Regions from separate parts of the Anas platyrhynchos genome. Here region 2 is linked to region 1. A link is a contact called in public Hi-C data. All regions are on one chromosome and are shown on one strand. Each heading gives the region's core, a stretch centred on a gene start, on an enhancer-like site or on the middle of the called end of the contact. The rest is flanking DNA. Distances are from core to core; before and after follow the strand shown.

Region 1 (7,161 bases), core at 1,848-4,347:
TACTGCATTGTGAGCAATTCTGCAGCTCCTGGTATCCAATCCAGCACCAGTCTTGATTACCCTGGCTTGTCCAGGGATGTTTAATAAGATTTCTATGCTGTTCTCCATCCTGCTGCCCAGAAACATTACACAATGTACTGTTGTGTACTCCCTTCCCCTGCAGTCATGGGCACTGTAGCCTGAACCAGCAGCGCAAGCTCCATTTGTCTGAAGTTCCCAGGGTGCCTGCCAATAGCCAGCAGCACAATACGTGCAGGGAATTTTCAAATCTCTTTTTTAAAGTCCTTCTCTGGAGGAAAGTGAGAAAAGGCTTTCCCAGAGCTTCCATGCAGGGCAGGGAAACTGCAGTCAGATGCGCCTTGTTCCTGATGTGGCAAAAGCCAGCCAGCCAGCCCTTGGGTTTCCATTCAGCACCTGAGCGCCATGTAAAACCTCATGCACACACCTAGGAGAGAACTATGGCCCCAGCAGCACGTTTCATGAGGAAAACCCTCTCACAGTAGTTCACAAAGTAAAATGTTTAACTGGCTGTATTGTAACACAGACAAGAAAGGTGCACTCAACCTTCTTGGGGGGGACATGACTATGTGCTTGAAGCATTGGGAGTAACGCTTGGGAAGAGCTGTCAGTGTCATAAAAACCAGATGTTTGTTTACCTACTTTTATGTTTGTCAGTCTGTTTATGGCAGTCGGGGTCATAACAAGGAGGCATGAAACCTCTGTCATAAGTCAAAACCAGAATATATTTCAGTCTTCAAAAAAGGTTTCTCCCCACCCCTCTCTGTTCAAGGTGATTGACCAACAATGTCAAGAACAAAGGGACACTGTGGAAATAAAATATATATTGGTGATAGCTTTATCTCTGTAATTTAACAGCATTTTAGATTATTAAAAATGAAAACATTTTTAAGTCTAATTTACTGCTCATCTGTAGCACAGCATGTTTGGTTTAAGCACTTGTTTTATCCTTCTAACACAGAATTATTGCTATTATTTTGTAATTATTATAACATTTGCATTTAGTTTCTTATTTACTTTCTCTGACTGTTTTAGATTATAACACCATGGAAAAAATTTAGCTACCAGCAATTATCAGTGAAAACAAAGAGCAGCTTATGAGTCTTGACAAGAGCACCCAATGGCACCAGCACAGACTCTTAACCCTTCTACTTACTGCCAGGACTTTTTGTGCCCTTGTTGAAGCTGGAATGGGAGGGCACCAACGCTGTACATGGGCATCAGCAGCTGAGGGTTACTTCTCTAGCAGGGAGCTAATAGTCCTCAGGTGAGACAGTAACAATGAAGGTAAGGTTAGTCTAATTCAAGTTACAGGACAAACTGTTTTTATGGAAAGTTACAGTGAGGCAAATGAGGTAAGTAGTAACCGTTCTTCTCAGCACTCCTGTATCTGCAATAGCAATTCTCTTAATTTCAGATTATTCCCAGTGCTGATAGGAGTGCTCTGTGATGACTTCATCTCAGACTGAACGCAGCCCAGAGATGAACACAGGCCTGTTCTTTTGCTCTCTTCACTCCCAGACAAAAGTCAGCATTTCTGGAATTCAGTTGTTTGAGGGGATGGTGGAAGACATTAAATTGCTACCAGGAATGAATGACTGATGGTTCTAAACCGCAGCAGATGATCCATTAATGCTGCTGTAGCTGGCTTTGTTTTGATCAGATTTAAAAGTTTCTGGGAGTGCAACATGATTGGGATAAGGGATAACAGTGGAGGAAAATTGGCAGTACGATCATGGTAGTTTTATCTCCTTGGGAAACAAAATGAAAGACACAGCTAACTGCCAGACCCTGAGGACTGCCTAATCAATGAGATTTGATGGAAAGTTCAAAATCATAGAAGAAAGCCCTCAGGAAAGAAGATGTGTATTCACCTACAAAACCTATTGGGGTTTGCACATTTTCCTTAACAGCATTGAGCTGACTTGTGTTTTGTTGTAAGTATAGCTTCTGCTGCCTATGTACTGGTCATCCACTGAGCAAATATTTTTATATGTCTCACTGGGGAGGGTAGAAGCTGTATAAGTTTAAATGCAGTGGTGCCCTCAGCCTTACCAATCTGAATGGCAATGTTTCCTGCAGTCCTGCTTTCCCTGGTAAGCTACGGAAGCTCCTTGTCTCTCCACGCCACCTGCTTTCCTGAAATGCCCCTGGTCTCAGCTCCGCAGGCTGGCTTTAGAGATGGCAGTAAAACCCCACGTGTGCTGAGATTCAGTGAACTAGTAATTCCTTTCTGCTAGTCATCATTTAATCATCATTCTGCAAAGTAGCATGTTTTGAGATCCACTTAGCCCAGGCCAAGCCCTTTTCCAAATGTCCCTCAGAAACCTACAAGGAAGTGCAGTACACAGAAAAACGCCGAGGATTTGAATCAAATCCCCTTCCTGAAGCTCTTTTTCACACGTTCAACACCAGGGTGTGCTCAGCAGGGACTGTGACCCCTACAAATCTTTATTGGTGAATACAAAGCGTGTACACAAGCAGTGCTAGATCTTCACCAGCGCAGTACCCACTGCTCAGCAGGTGCCAAGAGGCTGTCCTCGCCTAGCTGGCAGGGGACTGCTACTCTCTTCCCTGCTGGGAGCGCCGTAGCAGCTATTGATTTTCACATGGATTTTTCTTTGTTACAGACACAAGCCTTTGTTCCTTCCCCAACTGTTCGCTGCAGGCCTTTCCTCTGCCTACTGGGGCAGATTTGGCTGCAGAAACACGTTCTTGCTTTCACCTTTGGGAATCGCGAAGGGAACTTCTCCCTGGGGACGTCCAGCCACCAACCACCTGGCCGCACAGTAGCTGCTCATCAGCCTCAGGGTTGCCTGAGAGCCTTTTTTCTCTGTAGTTTTGTGTTGTTTACTCATTTCTGCGACTTCAAAGGTGTCTTTAGGGAGGACAAACTCCTCTACCGTACACACACAAAGGGAATTTTATTTCAGCAGGGTAATTCAGGGCCAGGCTCTGGTTTGTGGACGGTGCTTTCACCCCCCCACCCCTCCCAAGGCCTATGCTGCAGCGAGTAACTTTGACCGTGCCCAGCCCTGGAAGAGAGCCCGACCTGCCCCTCCTGCCCGCAGTTTCCCTCAGACAAGGGATTCACAGGGGACGGGCACGGCGGCAGGGGCGCGGCGCCGCCATTTGCAGCCTCCCCGCGGAACGCCGCGACCGCGGCCGCGTTGCGCCGCCGGAGGGAGCGGCTGTGGCGGCCCGGAACCGCCGGGCACCGAGGGGAGGAGGGAGGAAAACGCTGCCGGGGCCCATGGAGCGGCTCCGGCGGCTGTGGAGGGGCCGCACCATGACCTACGGCGTCCCCCTCTTGGTGAGCGGGGCGGGGGGCGGCCCGAGGGGCCGGGGGGTGAGAGGAGGGAGGCGGGCGCTGGGTGCCCCGGGGGCAGCCTCACGATCGTTTCCGTTTATGGGGTGCTTAAAGGGTGAGTGGCTTTCAAGGTGGATGAAGAGTAGGGTAAAGGGTGATTTTAATATATTTTATAGTGCTTTTGGGTAAATGAACGAGATCCTCCTTAAATCTCGCGCAGCGCACGTCTGAAGAATGGGGTGGTCCGGAGAAAGGTGGGGGTGCTTCTTTAAAGTTAAAAGGATTAAAGGATTAAAAAGTTTGAGGCTGTTTATTTCAGTGATGCAAGTATGCCATTCCAGAGGTGTCCAGGATAAGAGCTTTAAGTGGAAATGATCATGCAATTGAAAGCACTCAAGTAACATTTCTCAAAACAACGATAAAGACACTTGTGAGAAGTGAAAACAGGTCAAAAAAAAACAAACAAACAAACAAAAAAAAACCAACAAGCTAATGTGATAATGACAGAGCTGCACGAACCGTTTGCATCAGCCAGTCCAGTCCCTGGTACTGCAAACAAAAGTTGGCACTACTTTTTATTCATAAGATACAGCACTAAAGCTGTCCAGCCACCCCGCTGCATGCACCTGTGCCCAGAGGGCTGGCCAGAGCTGCGCTTCTTGGTGCTCAGACTGAAATTAGTGCCCTCACGTTTGGACATTCGGATATTATTCTTGAGTTTAAAAACACCTTTCTGAGGTGTTTCAGGTTGGGTGCATTTTTAAGACACAGTGCTATTGTTTACCTGATTATTAAGGTCACCCTCTTTAAGGTTTGCTACTTTCAGAATAAGGAGAACTCAGCTTAATATTCTGCAGCTCAATTTTAACTCTATTAAAAAGTTTGGGAATCATACTAAATGATTAAATCACAGATACTTAGAAGTGGTACACTGGTGGAGAAAAAAAGTCACCGTAGCTTTTCAATAACAAATATGTCTGGTTTGGTAGGTTAACTGGTGCAGTGAGTGAGGAGATGCAACTGATGTGCAAGATCTTGACTTTGATAAAACTTCCAACAAGTATGGCAAAGACATGCTTGTTATCATTTGTGTTATCAAAGGATTGAAAAAAAAAAACCACAACATAGTTATTAGTTCTTTTCCGATGTGGGAAGGTATCTTGGGTGGGGTGGGTCCTGCAGGACAAATATACGTTGTGGAAAAAATAAATCTTATTATAAGACACAGAAAGAAGTGTAAAGTAAAACACTTGTTTAAAACAAACAAACAAACAAACATGGAGAAGAGCTTTAACAACCACCTGTCAGCAACATCATGTTTTCAGTTCTGCCCCAGCGCTGGAGCTAGGGCTTCAGTTTCCTGGGCCAGGGCAGACCTCTGGTTGCCCTTCTGGGCCTTCTGGTGGTGTTGTGTGGTTTGCCATCAGTCATAGCAGACATTTTAGAGACCTTTTTTTTTTTTGTCCTGTTTAATTTCATTCCTCTTTCCTTACCACAGCGATCTTTCCCCCAGAAACAATATAATATTGAGAAATATTCTGTCATATCTCCTTCCAGGGTTTCATATCTCCATACCTTAAAATTAGTCTCCCCTGTGAATATTTCAGTATGTTTCTGTGTTGTTGCCCAAAGGCTTCCCAAGGAGTAAGAGAAAGGAAAACTTGTGCAGTTTTTTTCAGTTCCTCAGCTATCTATTGACCTCTGAAGGCATCTCTGAAGCTGAGCAGAATATTCCTAAAAGATCAGTGATAGCAGTAAAGGTGCTGAATTTGTGCACAGTCAGAGAAGGAGTGTGCCTTGGTAACCCTTTAAATTCTGCTGAAGTTGTTGATAGTACTGAAATGAAAGTTCTCTGTTAGATTCTTGCATCATGTACATAATTTTTCTCTATACAAAGATGAGACTTTATTCTTCAGTACTGCTGAGGGACATGAGCCCACTGCTGGACTTTTCATCAATACTATGTTGGCTTTTTTAAAATTCAAATCAATTTCGTATCTTCCTTTCTTGTAATGCATATTTGAATGAGAAGTCCCTTCACTACTCTTTAAAAAGGATCCAAGGTTGAAGAGATCATAATTCAAAAACAGATGAGGGTCTCACTATATACACACATGCTCTAAAAATATTTCTTCCTTTTTAGTGTAAGTTATCTTGACCCTTTTTTTGCGTGTGTGTTCATTTGGGCTTGGGGCTGTTAGAATATTTCTATGCAGAAGGAATTTTCTTGGTTCATCTTTAAAACATCAAAATGACAGCAGCTTTCAGAGTAAGATGTGTAAATCACAGTTTTCAGTCGTGCTTTTTCAGAAGATAAGACTGTTTCTTTGTGAGCACCAGGGAGACTGTAGCGGGCAGGAATTAATCTGCAGGAAACCTTGATTTGTCAACGTTTTCTTTAACTCTCTTTTTCTGTAAACTTCTCAGGTTCTGCATGGTGTAAAACTGTATGCGTGCGGGAGGGAGCAATCTAACCTGGCATGGAATATCTTAACAGCTTGAGCGCTGCAGGGTGCGTAGTCGTAAAGCACTGGTGAAGATGGCAGCATCTGTGTAGATGTTGGGATGAGCTCAGTGACCTTACAGTTGTAGCTCTAAAATTTGCTATTACAACAGAAGGGCCGTACTGTGGTAATTTAAACATCTTTGTCAGCTGTATTGTTGTCTCTTTCCTATCACAGTAAGTCAGTCTTGACATTAAAAGGAAAGAGCCTACAAGTCTTTGGGATGCTTGGCTCTGTTCCACAATCAACTCTACCAGCCCCAAAGGGATGTGTCCATCAGCATACTGCAGCTGCTGGGATGATTCTGTAAGATGTTGAGAGAATGAGGCTCATTGGTGTGACATCAGGTGGATCCAGTGTCACACCCTTCTTACAAGGCATGGATCATGTTAGGGTATCTCTGGTGCAGTTTTGAACATTTGAAGGATGCTAGAAGTAATTTTTTTTCAGACAAGTGTAAGTGGTGATTCCAAGTCATTGAGGTAGTGTTTGGGCTTCAAAATAGCAAAGCAGTTACAGGTTTTAAACACGTTAAAAAATGTTATTTTGTATGCTCACAACACTTGCCAAAACCTGAATTTCTGTTTCTGTCTTTGGCTGTTTCTAGACAAGGATCTTTTGTACTCTAAGCTGCAAAAGGAATGTACAGATCCAGTTCCAGTTCTGCTGTCAACATGTTACAAGGGAAAAAATAAATGCAGAGGATCTAAAGCAGCATCTTGGCAGACAGGAAACATGGTCTGTGCCTCACTTGGTGATTTTCATTGCACACCTAACATAAGTGTAATGCTCTATGTATGCAGGTTCACAGGTTTTAAACATTTAGCATGTAGTGACATTCTTCATATCTATAGCTGTGGATTTTGACATCTTTTCATTCTTTTTTTTTTTTTTTCCTTCTCTTTCTCTCTTTTTAATTTCCTCATTCTGTAATGACCATGCTTTTACAAGTACTTTCCTTGTGTATCTCCTCTTTCCAGATCTTGTTTTTGGTGTGCATAGTGTTGCCAGAAGAGAAGATGAAGGTAGCCTGGAACAGTGAAAGTTTTTCTCTGTGAATAAACGTGTTCCTAAAATATATCTCCATCAGTGTGTCTGCCCACAGACTGTACTACATTGCCATCTACATTGCTGCCTCGAACAGTGCAAGTTTACTTTGATAAGCACTTTGTTAAGAGACAGCGAGAGTGCCTGTCATGTACAGGAGGAGAAGAAAGGTCAGAGAGAGAGCTGCTACCAGAGCTGCAGCCGCGCGGTCAGCGCTCCCAGGCACCATTAGAGAATGTCAGAGGTGTCTCAGGCCTTGTTAATGAACCCATTTTCTCTCAA
Region 2 (7,161 bases), core at 2,200-4,699, 320 kb after region 1:
AGACAATTAAGATAATTCCCTGCTCTTTTTCCCCGGCACTCCCCAGTTGATAGATGTTCCTATAGCAACCCAGCGGTACGGGGAATGCAGGGCTCGGCCAGGCGATGCTAGCGGAGGACCTTTGCTCTCCAGCCCTCCAAAAGTCACGCAGGGCAAGCAGAAGGGGGCTGCGAGAGGTGACATGCAGGAAGGAGGCTTTCAATTTTAATGGAGATTCTTGCGATGACAGTCTATGCAAATAGGTACATGAAAGAGGAGAGGAAACAGGCTGGGGGAAGGGGGGGAGAAATTAACCCTGGTTCGGATTTCAAAGCAAGCCGGGAATAATTTTTGTAGCTAAGAATAGTTGCAATCCACCTTGTTCGCCTTGGTCTCGGCCCTGCATAATCCTGACGTTCAGGGTCTGAAATTACAGCTGGGGGAGGGAGGCCAGGGCTGGCAGCCCAGGAAGCGCTGCCGCTGCCCAGGCCTCGCCGCCATCACCTTTATGGTTCCTTTGTGTCACCAAAGCCAGCCCTGAACAAAGAAGCAGGCCCTCCGCTTTCGAAGGGCCCTTGCAGTTGTTTTGCAAATGAGATTGCTTGATTGGAGAGCAAAATCAGAGATCTTTTGAAGCTGCTGCTCAGGAAAGGGGGAGGAGGGGCCCAGTCCTGCACAGCAAGCTGTAGGATCTGCCCCGTCGAGAATGAACCAGAGCAGCTTTTAGGCGAAATTCTTCAGGAACACCAGCAAGACCCGATGGCCATCTCCAGAAAAGAAGAGGGTCTGCTAACATCCCGAGAGCAACTTCTGCTCTTATTTCAGCCCTCTCACCCTCGCTCCCCCTTGGGGCCAGCCAAGCCAGAGGCTGCCTGGGCCTCAGTCAGCGCCTGGAGCGGGGCTCCTCAGCTTGTCCTGGCTTGGAGGGCTGCTCCATCCCCACAACAAGGACTAAGTCCAGGGGACCAGCCTGCAGCCCTCTGGGGAGCCGATTGATGTAGATCTTGTCAACACCTATACAGGCGCTCACTGGGAGACTTCCTCCTTTTTTGATCAGAAAATGGCTTCTGCACAATTAAAAAACGCCGGTGGGAAGATGGGGACGCTGCTGGAATGAGATCGTGTTTTGCCAGGGGTGAACTGTCAGAGGTGAACTGCCCCCCAATTTTTCATTCTGGTTCAGTTCGACATCAAAATGCACTTTCCCGAAAAGGCCTCTGTTCTTTCCTGTGCATGGGGCCTTGTGGCTGAGCTACATTTACTGAGAACAACGTGGACCTTGCCCAAGCTTTATGGGAGCTGGGCAAAGCTCCCAGGGAGCACAGCCCAGAGGAGAGAATGGGACCCAAACCCAAGGAAGCGGACTGCCTACTTTAATGTTAAGCAGACTTGAAACGAAACGTTTCATGTCAGTTCAACAAATTGAAACAAAACATTCCTACCTCAGAAACGTCAAAACGCTTCACTTTGATCCAAAAAATGTCAAAACAGAACATGTAGACATTTCTGAACATGACTGTTTTAATTCCAGGAAACAATTTTTTCCTATTTTTTTGCCCCAGTTTGTTCTGTTCTGGAAAACAGAAGCAGAAACTCAAAATTTCACATAGTTCTCCTTAGAGCTGTTTATCACAGGAGGGACTAGCACTCCCTATACATGTATGTGTGCCTGAGCACTCTCACAGTGGGTATATCTGCTGTCCCTCTTCCAGGCTGGTTTCACCCCGCATAGAGATGCCAGACTGGCAGCCCCATGGCCAGAGGACACCCTTCAGCCTGCAGGACATCCCAAGCACCTGAGCACACCCAGTGCAAGTGTGCTGTCACATACAGGAGGCAGCTGTCCACAGGGTAGCCTAAAAGAGTGCCCTACTAAAAAAAGTGCTTGCTGAAAAAGAAGGATGTAGGAATTTGACAAACCACTTTAGTGCATTTTGATCAGTGAACTTAATTTATATTGCTGAGGATTATGGATCCTGTCCCCAGTGTGATGAACAGCACACTAATATGCAGAAAGGTGACCCATTCTGAATCAGGCACTGCATGCCCCAGATGGACCCACAAGTCTCTTTTTGCCTGTATAATCCTACCACCATACCTAGTACCAGTTTGACTGCCTCGTGTAGCCATGACTTACAGTATTGTTGCCTTCCAGCTGAAGGCTGCAAACACAGCTGTGTGTGTCACCAACCCCTTGAAGAAAAGTGCTCCTCTTCTGCAAAAGCCAAACCAGGGAGTAAAGTCTTCCCCTGTGCTCCTCCATCAAAACCTTCTAGCTGTTCTGTGTTTCCCATACACTTGACATAAACCCCTTTTTCCCAAAAGCCAGACATCTTCCTGAATCATTGTTTTGCCAGTCTTTCAGTGCTGATTCCCTCTCCATTATATATCCCCAGACAGGGTCTTGCTTCTACAGGGTGAGGTGTCTGCGCATGGGTACACAACGGCTCTCTTGCACTGGTGGGATAGTTCACATGGCCACATTCTAGTCACATCCATCCTACCCCACTGGATCAGGCTGGCCAGGACCTCCCCAGGGGTGATCCACAGTCCTCTTCTGCCAGACTCTCGGTATTTGTTGCCCAGGTTCCCCAACTACAAACCAGTCTTTGCTTGGTGCCTTCACCTTGGCAAACCTATCTATATCCTGGTCTCTTCCTTACGGGGGGGGAAATATTCTTTTAAATATTTCCCAGTGGCCACTACTGCAAAAGCAGCAACTGTCATCGTCCTGGACATACGCTGTTGTACCAGGAGATTTATTTCTCTCATTTTGTATAAATAACTCCTAATAATTCATTCTGCTAATTCCCTGCCTCTGCCCAACTTTTCCAAACTCATTCACCCTTTAAGGATGTAAAAATAAACTGCAGGAACAATTCATATTGCATCTACGGCTAAACAAACTCTCTTGGGTTCCACTGTTACCCAAATAGTACCCTCCAGACTCATTCCCTGTGGGTTGGCAGTAGATCAGCACTTGCAGGCTCTCTCAGAGGTTTGGATCTGATGCAAAATCCATCTTCTCACTGAGTCCTTGCAGTGTCTTCATGAGGCTCCTGCAACAGCCTAAAAGAACATCCAGAAGGCCTTATCCATCACCGGGCTGTCCTGGGCTCCACGAGGAGAGTGGATCTGAGATGGGCTGGCTTCCAGGTGATGATTGCTCCCACCTCCCAGTAACAGCTTGCAGCAGTCTTGCCAATTGCTGGGATATGTCCCTAAATATAGGAAGGTTTGGGGCTTTAAAATGTTATGTAGATGATTACAAGATCTTCCTTTTAGGGATAAAAGTGCAGTGACATTTCGTGGAAGCAGTATATCACCTTTGAGAACAAAAGCATGCATTGTTTAAAAATAAAGAATAACCACAGAAACAGAGGAAATCAGTACGTAGGTTATGTTCCAAAAGTCTCTCCAGTGAAGCTTCAGATGTGCACTGTTGCCATCATTCTCCTTGAAGATTATTTCAAGGCTGTACTAATATGTGGATCATGAGTGTGGCTGTTACCATGGGCACATATCTAATCAAATGGATCCTAATTATGTATATTACCCAATTTGGCACGTTGAGAGTGCTTCAGTGATGATTCTTCTGCTTGTCTGACAAATAACATGATTATTCAGTAAGCTGCATATGTTTTAATGTTGTATTTTTGTTCTTTGATAAGAAACTGTCTAACTAACCAAAAGTGCTTTTCACTTACAAAGGCATAGCTAATATTAGCAACCAGATTCAATTCATTATGTTTAATAAGCTAATAAATATATTTAAGACTTCTTGTGCTATGCTCAGTCACCTTCAGAAAACACTTTATCATTAGTCATTAGCAATGAAATGGTCTCTTCTTTTCAAGGATGAGAGCACTTTTAAAACTTCAGTTTAAGATTATAAATTGCAATGCAACTCACTTTAAAAATAGATTTTAAAATTGATGTTTGTCTTTAGCCTTAAGATGGAAAACAGATTCTTTATATAAGTCTTGGATTTATGGAAGAAGCAAGGAATTTTTCAGGAACATGTCAAAGAGAAGTTAGTGTCCATTACCTTCACAATATGAAAAAAAATGTAAAAGACTGCTGTTTCTCCCACATTACCACAACGCTCCCTGGCACAAGCAGAAAACACAGCTTTTCCTGTGACACCCACTGAAGGATGGAGTTGCTGGCAGAACAGTGGGACAGGTAATGATGGAGGCTGTAGAGCTCAGCCATGCTTTAAATCATCTGAGACAACAAGCTGGGAGACCAGGTGGGAGCCTGTCAAACTTGTGTCAGCAGGAGTCGAGCTTTTTGGGACATGAGCTGCATACGGCATCTCACTTTCCATCTCTGTCTTTCTGCCAAATCTTTACTCACATAATTTGCTTCTAAATATATTTGGAGAAAGGACAGAGAAAGGTTCCCCTGGAGTTTCCATCCCCATCATGCCCACACAGCCACCAGAAGGCCATGCAGTGCTCAGGTTTTAGCAGCTCTTCCTTCCCCTTTTCTGTACACTGAAAGGATAATGCAAGGAGAAAGGGAGCTTGTAAATCATCTCAGGTGACGAGAAAAATGCCATCTTCTCTTCTTGTCTTCCTATGACACCTGAAGTCTGAAAGAGACAAATCTGTGAAGTGTGGAGTTCAAATGGTGGGCATAGGAATGAAGCTAACTTGAGCTGCAAGGGGACTGGAATAACTGAACAGGAAACCACCCAAACTGTGAAGCTTCTAGTTAAAACTAACAATAGAAAATCGTCATCTGTCAGAGATGATGACAAGTGGATAAGATCATAGAAAGAAGACTGAGGATGTAGCCATATGATGCCCAGATAAGAAAGCATAAATATAGCAGCAGGTTGGCTTTGGGCAAATTCTTTTGAAAACCCTGAAGAAAACCCACTGGTGAACCTGGCTGCTGGCCAGAGAAAAGAAGAGGATCCTCTACCCTTGACAACCTAGTGTGGGTGCGTGAAAGAGGTGAAGAAACCCCCCAGTCAGTGCCAGTTGCCCACTGGTGTCAGCATGGGTACCCAGATCCAGTCACCAGATGGGTGGCCCAGGAGGGCAGGACTTAACCTGGTGTGGCTGTGGTGGGTTGAGAGGTGGGTCAATGAGCTCCAGCGGGTCAATTCGCATGCGAACAAGCCAGTATAATTTGAGTTTGTGTAGCTGTTGCTGTAACACTTAGTTTAAATGCTGTTTGTGTATAATTGAAGCATTAGTAATAAAATACACAGTAGAAGCTGGAATATTGGTTTACATGGTAAAGGATGGAGTCGTAACATTCAATATTACCCATGCTGGTTGCCATCCAATTCAGCTAGCAGTCTCTGTGCTAATAAATATTTAAGTTCCCAGCTTCACTTGCTCTGTGACACCAGACACCAGGAGACTAAGTAAGTCCTCCCCTCCCTCCCCCAGCCCCCACATCATTAAAAATAATTAAACTCTTCTCCTGTGGTGTCCAGGTGTCAGAAGACACCTGGTAAGTCTCACCTCTAACCACCCGTGGATGCAAGGATGGCAGCACCGCAGCTCCTGCCGGTGGGGCAGCCTGGCCTGGCTGAGCTCCCCAGGGCACAGCAGGGAGCCGCAAGTTAATCAGCAGTGCCCTGCCGTAGGTCAGCACGCCGAGCTATCTGCGTTCTCCAGTGTTTGTCATTTTCCATCAGCCTCCATTTTCCTCCGAAATCTCTTTGGTGTACCAATTAATCCAGAGGGTTTTCATTTACTCAGGCCGTCTCAACCAGCAATACGCTAATACCCCCCACAATCACTGCCAACAGCTCGTAATACATTTTAACTGCTCTTCGGCCTTTGATGTGTTAGCCTTCTGGGCAACATTATCATTACCCTTTATATACCTCCGTAGGTGAATGTAGTGCTGTACAGCGGCTCGCATATGCTAACTGAGAGCCAGGGTTTGTTTGTGCCTGAAATAAAGTGTGTTGTCCTAGGAATCCTACAAGAATTGTTCCTTTTTTGTTAGCAAAAACCCCAAACAAGCTGCTGACCCCCCCCCCCCAAAAAAAAAAAAAAAAAAAAATCCTGAGAGATCTTATTTTCAAAGTGGATGAGCAAATATAGTAAGGAAAAGGACAAACCGAATGAGGCCTTCACCTGGGGAGTGATGCTGTGATAGGAAGCCTCAGTGGTGGACAGGGATTCTGGTAGGAGTCTGGGTGTGGACAGCGTGCCAGCACAAGCCGGTAGTGTGCCTTGCACACGTGCACGTGCTGTAAATAAAAACGCTGCTTTAGCTGAAGCACCGGATACAGCTAGATTCAGGGAAATATAAGGGGCAATTTGTAGGGAGCCGGGGGCATGCATTCTTCACAACTTTGGAGCCATTTACGGTTTTGAGGGCTCTCTTAATGGAAATAGTTACAATTGCATTTCTCAGGGAACATAAATCAGCATGGGTGGCGTCAGGCTGACAATTTGGAAGGGCGCTCAGCCCAGCTCGGAAACTGTGAAAGCATTGAAAGGTCTGAAAGCTTAGTCTGAGATCGTACAGGTTAGCCAAGGTCGTTTTACAAAGGCCACATGATTCACAGGTGCTTACAGCGGGTGGGTGGCGAAACAAGCTCCCCAGAACAAGCTACTTTTGTGGAAAAAGATGGATACCCGATGCGAATATGGGTGCACACAGTGGGGTCCCTGGAAGGTGGAGCAGAGGCATTTCTAAGGAAGGCTGTCAGGGTCAGTGTGAGAAAGGTGTCTGCCCCTGGTAGTGTATCCCTGAGCCATCCAGCAAGGGGAAAGATGCTGCCCTTGCCCAGCCAGGCTGCAGGCCCCAGACTGCTCTAGTGATCCTGCCATGTTCTCCGACACAAGGTGTTCAATGGCTCCCCCAGATCCCATGGTCAGCCTGTAGCCACACAGCAAAGCCCAATCCTCCAGAGAGCTGTCTGTCCTTGGTGGCAGTGTCCCCTCTCCTCCTCCACCTTCTCCGGCAGCCCTCACACAAGGGGACCTCATGCTTCAACGCTGCCAGCGCCGGGCCTGGTTTCAAGCAGCACGGCGGGCACTGAACAATAGGCCGCCATGTTGAGGCAGCTAGAGCCCGCAGTGCGCCTGACTGCGCAGCAGAAAATACTGTGGCGGGGCACAGCCCTCACGTACAAAGCTGATGGGCCCCTGAGAGTTCATTGTGAAGCAGCCACTGACGCGCACAGCTAGCGCTGAGGAACAC

Evidence for each region. Hi-C and Micro-C count contacts between places; a contact is called where the count stands out from the background.
Region 2: a contact with region 1 is called in a Hi-C map of skeletal muscle, with 2.7 times the contacts expected there. The contact joins the enhancer-like site here to the promoter of COX16 in region 1. A contact is called at or near these places in 2 of 8 Hi-C or Micro-C datasets (skeletal muscle and subcutaneous adipose tissue).

What each region holds. Positions count from the first base shown.
Region 1 is chr5:36,539,003-36,546,163 of IASCAAS_PekinDuck_T2T, forward strand. COX16 (cytochrome c oxidase assembly factor COX16) reads left to right here and starts at 3,098. Exons shown (of 5, transcript XM_027457531.3): 1 at 3,098-3,331. The coding sequence starts at 3,272. It overlaps LOC101799748 (deubiquitinase DESI2), which reads left to right. Exons shown (of 6, transcript XM_038179142.2): 6 at 1-905.
Region 2 is chr5:36,858,607-36,865,767 of IASCAAS_PekinDuck_T2T, forward strand. No RefSeq gene overlaps it. Among named protein-coding and RNA genes, the nearest start is that of SLC10A1, 12 kb to the right of the region's middle. Within about 2 kb of position 3,450, at least 1 of the 8 cell types and tissues checked has an H3K27ac peak or open chromatin away from gene starts, as enhancers often do.